2 separate regions of the Oryctolagus cuniculus genome follow, and region 2 is linked to region 1. The links are chromatin contacts, called in public Micro-C maps. All regions are on one chromosome and are shown on one strand. The core of a region is the stretch at or near the end of the contact, and the rest is flanking DNA. Distances in the headings are between cores, read along the strand shown. Region 1 holds the start of SKIL (SKI like proto-oncogene). Region 2 holds the start of MYNN (myoneurin).

Region 1 (6,207 bases), core at 2,481-4,980:
AAAGATGTAGAAAGTCAGACTACCAGTGTAATATTGCTTACTTTGAAGCATTGTTGTGAAGTTTGGAGGTTAAAAATAACAGTAATTATTAACAATCATGCTTATTTTATTCTAACACATTTTCAGTTTAACTTGGATCTTAATGGAAATAAAACGTCTTCTGGGAATTTTAAACACTATGTCCTAATGTAGTGAGGGAGAGATGGAATTGCTAGTGGCCCTCAAATCATATAACATAAACACTGATACCCTATTTTTAACAACATCCAGATTGATCCTCCATAGAACTCAGATTTAAAAATTGAATATTAATATTCTTACGATTGGAGGGGAAATATTTATCAAGTTGTATGATAATAGTGGCTGCATCATGGGGTTATTATGAGTATTACACGAGTTATTATACGTAAAATCCTTAGAACAGAGCCTAGCAATAGTAAACACTATATAAATATTAACATTGCTTATTATTCTTTAATTCATTGTTTCTTAATCTGAAGGTTGCAATGCATTCATAGTGTATTGAAATACAAACAATAGAATAAAATATCACAGAGCTTTGCACATATTAAGTGTATTACTCATCTTGTGGGTTGTGATAAGTGTTCCCAACCTGTGAGTTTCAATATTTGCTCTTTTTGACTAATTTGAATGTTCTTATAGCTCATTTGAATGTGTACCAAGAAGAGTGTGGAAATGAAGAATGGAAACTCCATTGATGTCAGTCAAGTGCATTTGGTTCTAATGCCTGTTCTGCTGATGTTGAACAATATGGTGTTTGACAAGTGACCTAAATTCTGCCTCAACTTTCTTTCTGTTAAAAGGGAATTTTTCGTAGGAGTATGTGAAACACTTTGAACTATTCAGTCTGGCACTACTTATTAGATAACATCTCTCAACTTGCAGGTTGTAAATCAAAGCTTGGCAATATCACAGGATTAATTATGAATCCTATTTTTTTCCTTTAGAAAAAAGTAAAAAGCCTTCTGATTTGCAGTGAATAAAATTTTGCTGCCCTTTCTAAATAGTTATGAAATTCCTAGACTTGATGAAATACACTTAATACTACATTGATTTTGGAAATTTTTGCAATTTAAACAATGAATATTTGAACATTTTGAACATGAACTTTTCCTATTTTACTCTTTCTAATTCTATCTTTTTGTGTTCTTTTTCTTTCCCTTCCAATTTCACAGAATCCAATCAAAACCTGAAAAAAAGAAGTGCTGTGTGACACAGTTGAGGGAGGGGGTGTTAATCGTTTTTAAGCATCTGGTTTTCATCTTAAGGCATGAAAATGGGACTTGGGACCTTGTAGGTCCAGTATTGACTTGGCAGATCAGAGGAAAAAGCAGTACTGAGGAGCAAGCCTACTTAATGAGGGGAGGGGACTTTACACTGGCTGGGACCAGCAGGACTGAACAAATACTGGGCAAGAAGGAAGAAGACTAAAAGTGCTCTGAAGAAGTGAAAGGCCATCATCATCCTGACAAATAGATAGAAATGAAAAGCTGCAGCAAAAAATGAGGTGGAGAAAGAAACGGTTAAGATTCTTTTGTGAAACTGAAGGATCTCCTAGCATGTGATTTGCTGCTAAAAAAAACAATTTCAAATTTTTGTTGTTGAGGATTAAGGAAGCAAGGGCAGAAGGATCACCGAGCTACAAGTGGTTTCTCTTCTTTGGAAAACAGCCTGGAACGACAAAGGAAAAACACAAAACAGCGATTGTATGCTGAATTAGCATTTGATATTTTTTCCCCTCCTCCTCTGTAAACACAATTTGAGCTTTTCATCCTACTGTATCCCTTATTTTCATATTATTTGTAATTAATATTAGCAGGTCATTACTGGTAGATCAGTAAGTGAAGACAAAAGGAAAGCATTTGTTCCAAACTATTTTGTCAAGTCACAGGCCAGAACTGGCCTTCAAAGGTGTAACCTCCACATTCTTGGTTTTTAGTATCAGCCAGCCATGAGGGCTGAAGGAGAAATTCTAGATCTCCTAGTTCCCGGTGAATTTTGCTCTTTATTGTACTAAATGGGAGAAGAAGGAATAAAGGGTAGCCCCTCGGTCCTTTGGAATTCTCACAAGCACACAGGCCCACCCTCCCAGTCAGGAAGGAGTGGCAGGGGGCCATCCGAGCCATCTCCTAGCTATTTCCTGACCAGTCCTGAAGCTGACTTCCCCGCTGATAAAGGCCATCAGTATGTGGAATTACAACATTCATTACCTCAACGTGCTTATTTTTTTTTCCAAGGCCTGTGTTTTCTGCGTCTGATCAATCTTCTTTTTTGGATAAAGAACCATTATTTATTTTCAGCGATTTTCTTTTCATGTTATACAATCAATTTTACTGATCAATTCTGAAAATCTTTCAGAAGGCCTGCAAAAACGCGGCTTAGCAAGTGTCTGGCCATCTGCTTCGGATCTATGCAAATGTACCCTGCTCAGTTTCACTTGCGTCCAAACCTGTACCTTTGAGGCCAAGACTTTGGGATTTCAAGGGCAAACTGAATTTTAATTTGGTACATTTTGTACTTTGACGACTGATGGGGAAAAAAACATGCTCTCAAAGCTTGACTGGGTCCAGCCACATTTGCCCATAACTGTTTCTCAAACCATCATACATAAAATCACCGGCAAAGAGCCTGTCCTCAAAAACAGATTCCTGGGGAAAGCCAATCCGAACACGGAAGGGAGATAAGGTGCTTGATTTCCAAAAGTCTATTTCCTGCCCAATTTATATTGCTTCGTAAGCCTTTGGACAGGCTAGCCAGTTATTTCTATGGCTGTAATGGACTACTCCACATTTGCCATTAATTGCAGTTTGGGAATCACTTTTTTTTTTTTTAACCAGTCGTCTTGGTTCCTAAAAATTCTTTTCATTAGACACAGGAGCCCAGCGCCCAGCGCTGACCAGGAGCCACGTCTCAGGACTGCCCAGTGTTTCTCACTGGATCTTCAGACAGGCCTTGCGAATGTTCTCGAGGCGAGAAAATCTATCCCCCCAGACTCGCAGATGCTGCTCTCCCCCCACTGGCTCTGCACAGAACATCATTATCTTTGCCGAGCTTCTGTCTCTATGGCAATAACAGATGGGAAGTGCTGTGGAATTATTCATGTTCAGAAAAGGAGGCAGGCAAGGAGGCGGCAAAGGTGGGGGGTGGTAGAAGGGGCGCGACCTAGGGGCATGGCGACGGGGGCGTCGGGCAGGGAACCTAGGCTGCGGGCGGGGTGAGGGGCTTAGGAGCCTTTGATGGACCCGTCGTGAGGAAAGGGGCGGGGGAGAGATGGACGAGCGTAGCAGTAGTATTCCCAGTCGGTCGACTCCAAATAGGGTCCCCCATGTGAGCCACCCTGAGCCAGTAAAACTAAGAAAAATTTAGAGAAGATGGGGGAGGGTGGGGTGGGGGCGAAGCCGGAGTCTCCTGTCCCCGGCTACTCGGTGGGCCATTTCAGTTCTCGATCTTGCGGTGGGGTGAAGAAAAGGGGATTTCTTGGTGTTTCCAAATATGACGGAACAGCTCCGCAGACTTCAGTATGCTAAGTGGCTGCCGGGGACCGCGTACCAGAAGACCACCCCGCACGTCCCCCGCGGCCACAGCCCGGGCTCCGAAAGTCGCGTCTTCCGCCCCACCTCATCTCGTCTCCCCGCCCGCCAGCCCTCAGTAAAACTGTAAAAACATGTAATTTACAGCTCCCTTCCGAAACCGAGAGTGTCTTCGGGTGGGGCGGGGCAGGAGGCTGCGAAGTCGGCTCAGAAATGTGTTCTCTCGGAGGTGCCAGAACTTTGGCCACCCCTCCCGCCCGGCCCGGCCCGGCCCGGCGGCGGCCGCAGGTCAGCCCCGGGAAGGCGTCTGGGTGGAGGCCGCCGGGGCAGGGAGGCGCGCTGGCAGCTGGCGGGGCGGCCGGGGCAGGAGGCCCCGCGGGGGCGAGGGGCGGCCGGGGCGGGAGGCCCCGCGGGGGCGGGGGCGGCTGCGCGGCGGGCCCGGGGGACCGCGCCAGCACGAGGGGCGCTGCGGGGCGGCCGCCGCCCGGCTACCTCCGGGGCGGGGCGGCGCGGCGCAGCTGCGGCCCCGCGGGGGGAGGGTCGCCCGCGCCTGACCTCGGGCGGCGGCGCGGTGCCGGGCGGGTCCTGCCTCCGCCCTGCCGGCTGCTGGGGTCGCGCACAGTGCACCGCGCGGCCGCCCTGCCCCTCCCTCCCTGTCCCGCGGCGGCCGAGCGGCAGGGCGCCCCCGGGTCTGGCCCGTCACCACAGAGCGGCGGGTGGGGCGGGGGCGGGGCGCTGGCGGCCCCAGACAGCCGGCTGGGCGACTCGAGGAAGGAAGGAGGGCGGGCGGCGGTGGGGGTGGGGCGGGGAGGGAACATCCTGTCTGCGCCGGGTGCACCGCAGACAGCGCCGCGCGCCAGCCGCCCAGACGGCGCGCGAGGCCAGGAGCGCCGGGCGCGCGCCTGGGGGGAGGGGCGCGCGCGCGCGCGGACCCTGCCAGGGGTGCCCCGAGGAGCTACAATAGGCCAGACGGCGCGCGCGTCCCCGGGGTGGGGTGGGGGGTCGGGAGCCGCCAGCTGGCGGCCACGGCGACGCCGGCGGGCCTGTGCGCGCGCGCGCGCGCGGCGCCGCCGCTGGCTCCGTGCCCCGCCCTTCCCCCCTCCCCGCCGCCCTCGCTCTCCCCCGGGCGGCCGGAGACGGCGGCGGCGTCTGCGGGAAGCCGAGTGTCTCCGCAGTGACGTGGGCGGGCCGAGGGCTCGGTGACGTCAGAGGGCTGTGTGTAGCGATGTGTGTGGGGTTCGGAGCGGCGCCGGCACTGCCGAAGGGAGCGGGCGAGCGGCGACGGCGGCGGCGGCGGGCACAGGTGCGGCTCCGGCTCGCGAGGGGCGCGCTGTGGGAGGCAAGGGGCTCGCGGCCTCCGGGGAGTCTGACGGGGCCACTGGGGCTGTGAGGAGTTAACAAAGCTCGTCGGGCTCCTCCAGGCGAAGAGGCCGGAGTCAGGGGGTCCTGATGCGCGGGGTCCCGGGTGGGGTCGGAGCCAGAGCGGGGCGCGGGGTGGGGGGTCCCGGGGCGGATCGCGCTTCCCTGACCTCGGACGGTGGGCGCCGGCGGGGGGAGGGCCCTGCACTTGACCTGAGCCGTCAGGACCCCGGCGACCGGGACGCCCGTCACCGCCTGCTCCTCTCCTCCCCCCGCCCGTCTGTGCTCGGCGGGGATGCCCTGGGCTCGACCCGGGCGGTCAGCGCCTGGCGGCGCGCGATGCGAGCTTGGCGCCGGACCTGCTCGCGGTCCCCTCTTCTCCCTGGCCCGGGGCGGGCGGGCGGAGGGGGGTGCGCAGCTTGGGGACGCCGGGGTAACACCCCAGAACTTCCCGGGGCGAGGGCGCGCGGGGGATTTCCACCGTCCTGCCCGCGGCCCCCGCAGTGGGGCGGTGTTGGGAGAGCACTTGGGGTTACCCTCCTTCGCGGGTGGGGGCTGGGGGACTCCTCCCTGTACTTCCCTGCACCTCCTCGAGCGCCCCCGGGCGTCCCGGGTCCCGGGTCCTTCCCCCACTTCAGGTGAGAACAGGGCGGGTGGCGGTACGTGGGCTGAGGACTGCGGGGTTTTAGGGGCGCCCCGGGTCTAGGTCATGCCCTCCTACTCTCTCCTTAGGCCAGGGCTGGCTGAGGTGTCCCTGAGGTGGCGACAGTCGGTACGGTGGGTAGTTAGCTTTCGTCCTTAATCCTTTGGGTTTTAAGGTAATTGCGGGGAGTTTGGGAAGCAAAAATTTCGGTTTATTGGATTTCTTTGGGATTTTCTCTCAAGAAGGAAGTGGAAGGGGAATCTTTTCTTTTTCCCTCCTCCTCCATTTGCATTCTTTGTAAGGTCTGTCTGCCTTGTGCTTTTTGTCCCGGATTAGTCTTGTTCAAGGATGGAGATTCCCAGGCTTGGAGTCTCTCTCGCTTTTGGCTTCCATTAAGCAAATTCGCTAACCTTTAAAGGGAAAGTTAATTTTTGCCTGCAGTCATTCCAGAAGAATAATTTACCCTAACTGGATGAATTAATGCACTTAAAACTGTAACTTAGTTACATATGGTAGATACAGTAACTTGGATATGATTTTTTCGGATTGAGCCGCCTTTTTTTTTTTTTTTTTTTTTTTATTAGGAGAGGAAGTAATGGATTTTTTTTAGTTAAGTGTTGCGGTTGACAAAGCCTCCGGTACTGAGTTTTAGTT
Region 2 (6,207 bases), core at 2,010-4,509, 600 kb before region 1:
GCTGGACACCATGAGGCAGACAGTAGCCCTCAAAGATGGGCACACACTGGGTAGCCCCGGCGCCTGAATTCAGCACAAAGCCAGTAGTGAAGCCAGCAGCAAAGAGAGCCAGCACAGCCTGGATGGACATGTAGAAGGCAGGCACATCTAGGTGCTCAAAAAACACCTCGGCGATGCGCTGTCGGCTGGCCAAGGGGTTCAGAGCCGGCTCCGTGATCAGGACTGGGCCCTCGCAGGGTTTGAGCTTCAGGTTGGCGTCGTAGATGTGCTTCCACATGATCTCCATGTCCCCCCAGGAAGTGATGAGACCGCGCTCCACCGGGTAGCTGTGGGGAGAGTGACAAGACCAAGGCAGCGTTCGCTTTTCCAGTTTCTGTTCCTAGTCCCTGTGTTTATTCGCAATGTCCCTTCATGAACAGCACCTGCCACAGCCCCTCAGAGAAGATAGTGGTGCAAAAATGAGCACAGATACTACCTTCTTGTACCGTTATTTCTTGCTTACCAGTTTCTCTCTTTGTTGTTTTTAAAATTGTAAGTTTGAAAGGCAGAAAGAGAGAGATTGAGAGAGAGAGAGAAATCTTCATCTACTGGGTCACTTCGCAAATGGCCATAACAGCCAGAGCTGGACCAGGCTAAAGTGGAAGCCAGGAGCCTGGAGCTCCATTGGGTCTCCCACGTGGGTTGCAAGCGCCTGGGCACCTGGGCCATCTTTTGCTGCTTTCCCAGGCCCATTAGCAGGGAGCTGGATCGAAGTGATACAGCTGGGACTCTAATCGGCTTAATCCCCTGGGCTACAATGTTGTCCCTTTGCCTTTTTCTTGTAAAACTGGGAACTTCCTACATTACAGTATACTTTCTTTATCTCATTTAATTAAAGAGTAAAACCCCAAATGTCAGCAGCTACCAGGAATTAGCTAACATCCGTCAGTCTTCGTGTCCACGTTTGGACACTTCTCTGTAGTACAGTGAGCGAGTACCTTTGGGTCGTCGGATGTCCCGGACCCGCCGGGGCTGGGTGGCCGCGCCTTGGCAGGCCCTCCCTGCGGCCCCCGAGACGGGGCGCTCTGGCGGTGGCCGCCTCCCGGCCTCCGCCCGCCCGGCACCCCTGCGCCCGGTCGCCGGCCACCGGGAGGCAGTACCTGATGGACAGCGAGCTTCTCCGGTCCTGCGCCTGGTCGCCCACGCACAGCTCTTGCGCGCCCTCGACCGCCCAGTTCTGGCCCTTGGCGCGGCCCACAATGTTGGGGTAGACAAACTGGGGCTCGCGGCTCCCGGCCATACCCGCCTTGATCACCCCCGAGCCATTGTCGATCACCACGGGAAGGTGCTCATAGTTCATGCCGCCGCCGCCCCGGCCGCCAGGCCGCTCAGTCTGCGGGCTCGGGGGTCCCTCGGCCTGGAATGCCGCGTCACAGAGGCCCCTCACGGCCTGAGGCAGCCTGGGCCCGAGCGCAGGCCCTGGGTCGGGAGCGCCCAGTGCAGCCACCCCAGCCCCCGAGTGCGGGAATATCCTGATCAGGAAAATCCCACTTTCCTTCCCAGGAAACGAATCTCACTCTTCACGAGTGCACCTCCCGCACACCCCGCAGAGCCGCGAAAACAGTTTCATTTCCCTCAGCCATTGAATTCTGCTTCACAGGTGTCCGAACGTCCCGGGGCCTGTGGGAAGCCTGGAGAACCGAGAAGGAATGAGATTAGACAGTGTGCGGGGAAGCAGGGAACATCTTTCCTTTCATTCGTAACCGAAATGTACGCAAGTCAAATGGTAGACCTCTCACGTTGCATTAAATTCCCCGCTGTCATCCGAAAACTCATTCTCATTCCCTAGCCTTGAGTTTTAATCCCAAGGACGAGTCTCCCTCCCCCTTTGCAGACAAGTGAGATCCTTTTAGGTCGCGGGAAGCTCAGGAGAAGAAAGGAAAAAAAAAAAAAAATAAACCACACTGGTTGTCCCAAAGCCTCTGATTTTGCACACCCTTTGGCGGGTTTTCAAACAGGCGCGCAAACTGGAACCTCTTCGGAAGCGCGAGGAGGAAATGCCCGAGTCATTCAGGCGTCCCTCGGTGAAGGGCCGAATCCGAGCGGCGGCGCTGGACGCTGCCCGCAGCTCGCCCTCGGGACTGGGCAGCGCCTCGCAGGGGAAGGACCCATAATGGAAACGCTTCGGTCTCGGGAAGAAAGAGTGCTCAAGGGAACGAAGTCAGCAGGTGCCTGGTGTCTACCGCAGCACACGGGGATTTCGTACGCAGATTCACACTTTGGAAACAGTTCGGTTGGACATGCGGTTGTTTTCACGTTTCGCGGTGTTTCTTTGCATCCTGTTAAAAATTACAACTGATTCTGCATGTTGAAACAGCCTACGTACATGTGCTGAAAGTATATCAAGGACTTCCTGAGCACTGTGGAGCAGGGTGGTTTCCGTAGTGTAGTGGTTATCACGTTCGCCTAACACGCGAAAGGTCCCCGGTTCGAAACCGGGCGGAAACAATAACGTTTTCTTTCCCCTTACCTTTTTTCCCTTTCTTGATTGCTGAGAATTTGAACTTTCAAATGTTTTCACGGAAATCTTGCCATATGGAAGAAGGACCCGGATTTTAAAAACATGAGTTCGACTCAGAGTCTATCGCTGAAAGAAGCGCGCAGAAGGGCAGCTCAAACAGTATGAAAACTGTGAGCCAGTCTCCTACTACATATTCTTTGTAGTATGCCACTAGATTTTCCACAGCTTTCCCTTCTAGATCACCTTTTCCCCTAAACGCCAGGAGACCATGTTTTATTCTCTATCCTAGCTGTCCTGCTTGATAGCTAGGTCCACAAGTATTTCTGAATTAAAATTGTCGGAAAGGATTCTGACGACAAAGGGAGCTCTCAAAATTATACTCGGAAAGATAAAAACAATAAGGGTGCAACTCCAGTTTTTCCTTATGAACACAACGGATGTGCATTTTATTTTAAAATGTTTCTTACCAGGAAGAGAGGAATTTATAGAAAGCAAGGGGGTGGGGGTTGTCTCAAAAGAGACAAATTGAATCCCATTTTTTTTTTCAATAGTCTCTTTCGGCCACGACAAAAGACTTTTAGCCAATCATCCCTTGGTTTTCTGATATTTACGATGTCCACAGATACGAGGGGAAAATCCACCTTTGCAAGACTTGTTTCTGATACTTCCGCATATTACCGGCCCAAGCGGTGCCTTTTTCCTCACTGTTACAAAATCTGAATAAGATGTAAATAATTGCATTAAAATTTCTCCAGTTCCAGACGCCGGCAAACCTTTTCCGGTGTAAAACCCACCTCCCTCTAATGTTGCGCATGCCCGTGTGCCCCTCTGCTTTGGGTTTCGCGCATCTCGGACTTCTGACACCAGGTAAGGGTATCCTGGAAACTCATCTCTCGTTGGCTGATGCAAACAAAACCCAGGGGATCCAAAGACCTTCCGGGTACGTAGAGGGGATAGGGGTGATCCGTCTCCGATCAGACGAGCCCCCCGGACCTTCAGCCCGAGTACACAAAGCAGCTGTTCCCACTGGGGGGGCCCGAGGAAAGGGGGTGACGATGGGAGACGGCGAGCGACTACAAGCCCCAGCATGCAGTGCGCAGCTTGGCTGTGGGAGCGCGGCCCGGGGCGCGGCGCTCCCCGGCTTCCGTCCAGGAGCCCGGCCGAGCGCGAGGTGCCGACTGTTGGCCGGCCAGAACGCTCAGAACCAGAAAGACGAGCTGTGAGATAACCCTCAGCTGTCGGGTCCATGACGCCTGCTGTTTCGAGGCAGCCCTGGCATGCCGGGGAGTGGGGTCGCGGGGCCAGCCCGCTGGCCCCGGCTGGCGTCGGCCCTCTACCGCCCCAGAACCTCCTGCGCCGTTGCCGGACGACACACCCGGATGTGACGCAGACGTGGAGGAAGAAGGGAGAGGCGGAGCGTGGCGCGGTGACGTCCTCCCAAGATGGCGGAGAGAGAGTGAGGAAACTGTGTTCCCGCTTGGGTTGCTAGCGGTGAGTTCCGACTTCACCCCCAAGCCCACCATTCCCGCCCACCCCAAATGCAGGGCCATTGTGGGGGCGGCTCCTTGTGGTTCGAGCACGGGCCGGGGCGAAGGTGGGAAGGCTTGGGCGAAGCAGCCCCGGTGGTGGCCTTGGCCACAACCTCTGCCGTGGGAACTCGCGGGAGTGGGAGCTGGGCGGAGGACAGGGCAGGGCAGCCGAAGCCACCAAGGCTGTCGCTTTGGTTGTCACTCTCCGATGACGCTCGATGAGGAGCGAGAGGGAGGGGAGGGGGTGTGGCCGCCTCGGAGCCAGTGACAGAGCCTTTGACAACCCGTGGCCCGGCGCATTCGCCCAGTGGCCGCCTCGCGTTTCGGAGACACCGCGGCCGGCGAACGGGTTTGGGCGATTTGAGAGCAGATTTTTGAAACTCATGCCATGTTCGTCCCCGTGCTGTCCCAGGGAATCATTTCTAAGTGACTTAACATGCTTGTCTATTGAGGGTTCAGCTAGTGAAAAAGTGAAAATTTGCAGCCCTTGTCAGCTTCTGAAATTGTTTCATTCATCGCCACTTATTGTGTGTCCAAAAGATTGCATTAGTGTCTCAGATGATATAGAGACGGAAAGGCGCTGATAGTGGCCTCATTCTTACCGTGTATGTTTGAGAAGGATTTTCAGGGGGGATAAATGGAGAACTAACTTTATTCTGGTTCAGGGTATGGCCCCTGTCCTTTTTCACTCCTACCAATTGCTTGTGTGAATGTTTGAGTAAAACTTACGGTTGCTGATTCACTGTTTGTTTCTGTCTTTTAGATCAAGAGTAAAAGTCCATTCTGATACCAAAATGCAGTATTCGCACCACTGTGAGCACCTTTTAGAGAGACTGAACAAACAGCGGGAGGCAGGTTTCCTTTGTGACTGCACCATAGTGATTGGGGAATTCCAGTTTAAGGCTCATAGGAATGTGCTAGCGTCTTTTAGCGAGTATTTTGGTGCAATCTACAGAAGCACATCTGAAAACAATGTCTTTCTTGACCAGAGTCAGGTGAAGGCTGATGGATTTCAGAAACTCCTGGAGTTTATATACACAGGAACTTTAAATCTTGACAGGTAAAGTACACATTTTATTTCCAGTTATACTAGTCAGTAGTCTTTAGAGCTAAAGTGATTTGTATTTTTTTTTCAGTCTCTGAACTCAGTCTTCAGATATTTATGCACACTGAGCGTGTATGTGTGTGTGTCAAGATTTTATTTATTTGAAAGCCAGAGCTAGAGCGAGATCTTCATCCGCTGGTTCACTCCCCAAATGACCGAAATGGCTCCGTAGCCACAGGTCTCCCACCTGAGTGCAGGGTCCAAGGACTTGGGCCATCTTCCACTGCTTTCCCAGGTGCATTTAGCAGGGAGCTGGATCGGAAGCAGAGCAGCCAGATCTCAAACTGGTGTCCATATGGGATGCTGGTGCCACAGTCCTTGGTTCCACCCCTTATACCACAGTGCAGGCCCCTCCATGGTGTTTGTTTTAATGAAGATGTCAGTATCACTGATTTGAGATGAGCAGATATTTGATAAGTACAAAAATGGCGTTTTAAACAGTAAGATTCTGACACATCACTGAAATGAAGCCTGCGGTTTCAGTTATGTAAACTTGAGTATCAGACAAAATGAATTCTTAGTGAATGACAGTTGCCCTTTGCATTTTGGTCTTTATATTCTCCTGGTCTCCAGTCTCTCTCCCTTACGATCCTCTCCCTCTTAAACAGGGAGAAGTAAAGCATAGATGGAGAAAGAAGGAAGAGCCAACCTCTGTGCTCAGACCTTCAGTGCTCCCCTTGCCTGCCGGGTTACAGTGTTCAGGACTTAGTCCTAATCTAGTTCTGGAAGATACCTTCTTTGGAGCATAAATGGCAGCAACTCTTATCTGTTAACCTACTAGTGCCGATGCTTCTTTAAGATGCTTACTGCTGTCACTTTGTTAACAAAAAATAGATTCTGAGGATTCTGGTAGTACAATCACTTTGCGCCTCCCCTACATAATGAACTAGATAATTAGATTAGTAGCAATGCGTTTGCTGATTGTAGGAGATGAAAGCAACAAACACTGATCAAACTATCCCATCTGCTTTCCTCCATTTCTTAAAAAAAGTTTAACCAGGAGTAGACTTTGATAATCCTCTGACAAAAATCTGTAGGCTTTAGAATGTCAGCTAGTGCAAGATGCAGCCTCT

The links. Hi-C and Micro-C count contacts between places; a contact is called where the count stands out from the background.
Region 2: a Micro-C map of ear pinna shows a contact between it and region 1, with 8 times the contacts expected there. The contact joins the promoter of MYNN here to the promoter of SKIL in region 1. A contact is called at or near these places in 2 of 6 Hi-C or Micro-C datasets (ear pinna and an unstated tissue).

What each region holds. Positions count from the first base shown.
Region 1 is chr4:109,932,379-109,938,585 of mOryCun1.1, reverse strand. SKIL (SKI like proto-oncogene) reads left to right here and starts at 3,730. Exons shown (of 7, transcript XM_070072528.1): 1 at 3,730-3,839. It overlaps LOC103350448 (a long non-coding RNA gene), which reads right to left. Exons shown (of 4, transcript XR_007924601.2): 4 at 1-1,692.
Region 2 is chr4:110,531,916-110,538,122 of mOryCun1.1, reverse strand. MYNN (myoneurin) reads left to right here and starts at 3,259. Exons shown (of 7, transcript XM_002716387.5): 1 at 3,259-3,991; 2 at 4,793-5,089. The coding sequence starts at 4,824. It overlaps ACTRT3 (actin related protein T3), which reads right to left and starts at 2,084. Exons shown (of 3, transcript XM_070072540.1): 1 at 1,976-2,084; 2 at 1,140-1,670; 3 at 1-326. The coding sequence starts at 1,339. It overlaps TRNAV-AAC (transfer RNA valine (anticodon AAC)), which reads left to right and starts at 2,415; the gene lies at 2,415-2,487.